Regions from separate parts of the Mus musculus genome. Here region 2 is linked to region 1. A link is a contact called in public promoter capture Hi-C data. All regions are on one chromosome and are shown on one strand. The core of a region is the stretch at or near the end of the contact, and the rest is flanking DNA. Distances in the headings are between cores, read along the strand shown. Region 1 has its middle 11 kb from the start of Gm26314. Region 2 has its middle 63 kb from the start of Gm46687.

Region 1 (2,700 bases), core at 86-2,585:
GCTATATTCTTTCCATTGTTCTGATGTGAATAATTTAAAGTGATACAAAAGGGGACCTATTAACTCCCGGACCCCACCCCCACCCCCGGAGCCCATCTCTTTCCTGTTGTGCCCTGTTGTGCCTGCAACACCCTCTTGAACCTTTTCCTCAGGTCAACACATGCACATGCAAACTCGTTCCTCCTCCCTGCTCAGGTCTCAGTGGACAGCGGATGTGACATTTTTGTGTCTGACTCTCTCAAGCCTCTCTCATCGCCTTTCGCTCCTTGCATTCTCTGAGGTAGTACATGTGAGGAAAGAGCTGTTTCAATTTGAGAAGTAGCTTGATCTCTCTCTCTCTCTCTCTCTCTCTCTCTCTCTCTCTCTCTCATCACACATGGTGTGGCACTCCCTCGGGGGCTACCCAGGGAAAAGGGAAGAAACAGTTGCAGACAAGATTTGTCCCTTTGCTCTCGATGAAGGCATGCAGGGTGAGTTTTGGAGTCATAGCCACTTAGGGGATTTTGTGTGTAGCCTGGATCTTCCAGGCGAAGGCAGAGCTGCAGCTGGCTGCTGGCATTGTCTGCAAAGCAGCCTTGAACCAGGAAGCAGGCTGGACTCATCAGGAGAAGGCATAGCCAGGATTTCCTGAAGGTTCTGGCCTCGAGCCTGTAACCCAGCACTGTCCAATAGAAATAGAACTTGAACAGCATTCAAAAGAAAACAGGCGAGGGTAATTTGAATAATATATTTTATTTATTACCATTTATCCAAAATATTACCATCTCAGTATGTAATGTAGGCAAAAAAGATATTAATGAGGTGTTCCACATTATTTTCTTGAAACTGAGCCTTAGAAATCCCCCTGCGTCTTTCACACTTAACAGCAAATCTCAATTTAGAACTGACCACATCTAAGCAAGCTCAATAGCCACATACAGCTGGTGGCAAGCATACAGTGATAGTCTAGCCTAACCAAGCCTGGAGGCCGCACTCCAGCCTGCTGCTTAATCAGTGGCATGCAAATGCCCGCTTCCAGTACACTTGAGGAGCTGGAGAGGGGCCCCGCGAAGAGCGCACAAAATCAGCCTCCCTGCGTTACTATTGCTAGCACTGTTCATCCTTAATGCGCTGGCAGAGCTGGAGTCCAGCCCTGTTGCCAGTGGCTTCCAGTTCACACACAGGGCTCTGCTGGGAAATTGTTGACCCACATTCTCTTTTCGGGGAGCTAAGTATATAGTCTCCAAGTGATCTGGCCCTGTCCCCCAGCTGGGGCCTCACCTCCTAGGTATGTGTTTCTCCCCCTTGCCTTAGGTCCCAGCACCCCTCTGGCCTGTCCCTTCTATATATAGCTCTCTGTGGTGACAGCTGGCCCTGGGATGACTCATCAGCCACCGTGGGTGTCTCCGGACGGAACCCTGAACATTTATTCATAGGGTGTTTTAGCAGCTTCTGGTCTCTTCCTATCAAGTCCTGTCTTGGGGAATTGTCCTTAAAAAAAAAAACAAAAACAAAAACGTGGAGATTGAGGATTTGATTAACAAGTAGGCCTCTAGCTGCAGCTCTCTGGGGGCTGTGCAGGCTTGACTTGGAGAAGTCTGTCAATGGTAAGGAATCAATCCCCTCTCGGATGTCTTGGATAGGAGCATTTCTCGCCTTTGTTCTGAATGCCTAACTAGCCCTGGACTGCCTTGGCAGTGGGGCCCAGGAGATTCCAGCTCCTTTCTGAAGTTTCTAGGGCTTCTCACAGGACTGCTGGTAAAGCCTATCTCTTGTTAGTGGGCCATCAAGGCAGTTGGCAATACTGGGCCAAGGAAGGCAGTTTGGCTCACCTGAGTGCCACCCTGGGCAAGTCCTTTCCCGTAGCTGAGCTTCTGATTTCTCTTTTGCATGACCACTGACCACTGTACCACTGTACCACTGTGAGGGGCCTCCTGTGACAACTGTCATTACTGTCCAGCCAGACCTATTACTTCTGTTTCCCCCAAAACAAACCAAAGTGAGGATTTGTAGGGGAATCCAGACACACTATAAGGGCAGAGCAGAAGTAGGGTGAGAAGGGGAGAGAGCCAACCAATTGTAAAGTTCTCTACAAAGTGCCTTACTCAATTTGGGCTACTACAGCCAAAAACCATAGGCATGGTAGCCGACAAGACATTGAAGTAGTCCTCACAGTTTTAGAGGTTGGGGGTCAGTTCTGGGGAGACTCCTTTCTAGGGTGTTCCTCCTTGCACCCTTGTATGTGTAAAGAGGGAGGAACTCTGAGGTCTCTTTGGCCAAGGTACTAGACACATTGGGCAGGGTTCTACCACCCTCACCAGAGTGCATCATCTCCCAAAGGTCTCATCACCTTAAGAGTTGAGATTTCCCTTCATGAATTTAGAGGACAGACCATTCCTTTTGTAACAAGAGACTCACCCTAGCTTCAGCCCATAGTGAGTTCTGGAGGGGGAAGTTACACGACTCATCTGTCTTAAATGTTGGAATGAATCAGGCCTTTCTGGCAATCAGGAACCCTACTGTTGAGTTACTTCCCATGTGTGTGTGGGGGGGTATGTGTGTTGTGGTGTGTGTGTATGTGTGTGTGTGTGTGTGTATGTGTATGGTGTGTGTGTGTGTTGTGTGTTGTGTGTTTGTGTGTGTGGTGTGTATGGTGTGGGTGTGTGTTGTGTGTTTGTGTGTGTGTGTGTGTATGGTGTGTGTGTGTGTTTGTGTGTGTGT
Region 2 (2,936 bases), core at 93-2,592, 320 kb before region 1:
GACAGTAAGGAGAGCCTTTCCTAGATAGGAATCTGACCAATCCTGTTCACATGAACATTATTTATATTTGGGTGTCAGTAAAATGTAGTCCACTAATGGCAGAGGACTTTCCTTTCACCCAGCCTCACCAAGAACGAGGTAGCTTGGAATCGCGTCTTGAAAAATCACCTTGAACAAAGGTGGGCTAGGAGAGTATTTCTGAAAGACCCCTGCTGTGTCCTTCAAGACCGCGGGGAGAGTGTAAAGATGCGGTGTCTGATCCCTGCCTGGAACTTGACAGTAATCCAAACGAAATGAATGCCAGCAGAGAGCCCAGTCCCCAGGCTTGGCTAGCTCTTCCTTACAGTTCTAGCACTCGGGAAACTGAAGCAGAGGATTGCCTTAAAGCCCAGGCCCACCTGGGATCCAGCGTGAGACTGTAAGGGCTGGGGGAAGCTACTCTTTCACACCACCAAGTCAGGCCTTTAAGGTTAAGGAGTCAAGAGATAGTTTGAGGCCATTTTTGCTTTAACTATCTTGTGGACAAAAACAGTGAACGTACTCTCCACTTTGCCCAAACATGCCTCCCGAGAGACCTGGGGTAACTTTAACTTCGGGGGAGAGTGCCCCCCCCCCCTTTACCCATAGGAAGGGAATACAATAATACCCTAGCAAGCATATGTGGCACTGGCGTGGTCTACACACAGGAAGCCTATTCTCCTCTGACCAACTCTATTATGAGGTGGACACTAAGACTGCTTTCCTTGCCTTAATTGTGTCGCCCCTGGGGTCCAGAACTGTTAAGCAGCTTGCCCAAAGCCCTAAGAGGGCCGTGTGGCCTCTCCCACGCTGTAGCCTGTGTGATTTAAGGGTTTTCCCCCCCTAAGGGAAAAAACCTCCCTCCCAACCCTCCCAAAATTTTGTGGCTTAAGATGCCCAACATCTTTGGCTGCCCCCCCCCCCCCGCCGGCGCAAGGAAAACTCCAGACTTAGGTAACAGAATCTACTGTGACTCGTGACTCTGCAGCACAGAAAGGGCCAAGGGAGACAGTGCAAAGGCCCCTAGCCCACCTAGCCGCATAGCATCCGGCAGTCACGTCCGCCGGAGGTGACTAGGGCCTGGGGGTAGCCGATTGCTCAGGAACTCCTTATCGCCTATCTTCAGTGGTCCTGTGAGGCTTAGGTAAACGGCCACCCGCGGTGGTGACTGGTTCGTGCAGGTCCCCCGTCTCCAGGCGCGCCCCTAGGCTCCTCCGGTGGGTCTGGCTAGATGCCCAGTGGCGCCTCCAGAAGCTCCGGTCTTCTCTCCACTTGAGGCGCCAGCCCTGAGCTAAGCTCCCCTGCTTGGAGCTGGAGAGCCCAGTTGGGACGGCTGGATCCGGTTGTTTGCCCTCAATCCAGCCCGATTACCACCAGCTCCCTATTCCCCCGAGCGCGCGCACAAACACGCTTTCCAAGCGCGCTCCAGGCCTCCACTTTCCCTTCCTCTTCCTGGCTCGCTCTGGTGCTTCGAAAGCTCGCGGCGATTGTTTGCTTCGAAGAGTCCAGGTGGGGAAGGCTGTGCCCCTCCCCCCCCCCCCCAGCCCGCATAAGTGCACACGCTGTTAAAGCCTGGGGCGCACAGCCAGGCCTATGGACTCCCTTGTCCCCCGAGAAGTGGCAGCTGCTAGAGAGGATCGATTCTACCCGTGCTTCCGAGAGACACAGGAGTAAAAATAGGAGACCTTAGCCTGTGTCTGAATTTGGGGACGGGAGAGTAAATCCTATCTCCCAAGAGGACTAGTAGGTTTGCACCGCACAGCTTATGTGGACCACAGTGTGACATCCCTACGTGTTCTGGAGAGGCTGAGCGGCCTAGGCGCACTTGGGGGCTTAGTGGTTTGGGGACCCTGGGAGAGACTGTCAGAGGGGGGGCGGAGCAGGAGTCCTCACTCCTCAAGGCAGAACACCTTTTTTGGAACCTTGAAACCCAGGGGAGCCGCTGCCATCTTCCAGTCGCGAGTCGCTCCTGAATGTTTCTTTAAGGCTCCTTCCCGGGTCGCGGCTCTCTCGCTTTCCACAGGCTAGAAAGATAAAGTCAGGGCCGGGGGTTGGGGTGGGGGACTGGCTCACACAACTGTGCTCTCGACTTTGCCTACCAAGTTCACTGTGGTCCCAGAGTGTACCCCTCCTCCCCAGGCCACACCTCGATGGGGGCCTGTCCTGTTTCCTTCCTCGTTGGTTCAAATCTCGAGTTTCATGGAGAGAGGGCACATTATATTGCCAAAGTCACTAAGTGTCCCCCCCCCCCCAAAGTCCCATAAGGATAACCTAAACACAGGATTCCCACACCCCGGGCTGATCCTTCCTCGCCTCCTGGGATTAACTGGACTCACAGGTCCATAAAACACTTCCGGCGGGGCCAGAGGGTCTGTCTGCAGAAACACTTTAAAATAGCCCTCCGTGGCCGGGAGTCGGAATTGACACAGACAATTCCTGTTTTTTTTTTTTTTTAGGCTATGAAGGGAAATCGTCTGAAGCGGGGGGGGGGGGGGGGTAGGGTAGGCAGCTTCCAGAAAACAAACCAAACCAAAACAAAAACGATGCACCATTTTAACCAAATGACACTGATTCAGGGTAGCATGGGTATTCAACGGGAGCAGACAGGTTGCACCTGGCTTCTGACCACACTTCAATGATGAACACAAACACTTTGAAACTTGGGGGCTAGTAGAGGCAGCCTCCCCCTCTGTGAGAGTTAACACTACCTCTGCCCTCCTTAAGTAGATTGAAGAGGCTGGAAGTATTAAAGTGCTTTGCAAAGGCAGCTTGGCCCGTCCATTTCGCTGTGGTCAGGGTCTCTCCCACACATGGAAGGCACCAGAGCTTTGTTAATTAAGAAGTAGAACTAAGACCACCCCCCCCCCATCCCTGCAAGGCTATGGAAGATACAGTCAAGCCCAAAGCACGTTCAGACC

The links. Capture Hi-C pulls out chosen DNA fragments and counts their contacts.
Region 2: a contact with region 1 is called in a promoter capture Hi-C map of pancreatic islet. The contact joins two enhancer-like sites. A contact is called at or near these places in 2 of 39 promoter capture datasets (both in liver), 2 of 484 Hi-C or Micro-C datasets (B cells and myocytes), 2 of 115 datasets of contacts at active chromatin or transcription factors (DN3 thymocytes and acute myeloid leukemia) and 1 of 9 other capture datasets (pancreatic islet).

Annotation. Positions count from the first base shown.
Region 1 is chrX:11,838,391-11,841,090 of GRCm38.p6, reverse strand. No RefSeq gene overlaps it. Among named protein-coding and RNA genes, the nearest start is that of Gm26314, 11 kb to the left of the region's middle. Within about 2 kb of position 1,335, at least 59 of the 459 cell types and tissues checked have an H3K27ac peak or open chromatin away from gene starts, as enhancers often do. A contact at or near this core is called in pancreatic islet, where this site is marked.
Region 2 is chrX:12,154,402-12,157,337 of GRCm38.p6, reverse strand. It overlaps a transcript of Bcor not described here. Among named protein-coding and RNA genes, the nearest start is that of Gm46687, 63 kb to the right of the region's middle. Within about 2 kb of position 1,342, at least 56 of the 459 cell types and tissues checked have an H3K27ac peak or open chromatin away from gene starts, as enhancers often do. A contact at or near this core is called in pancreatic islet, where this site is marked.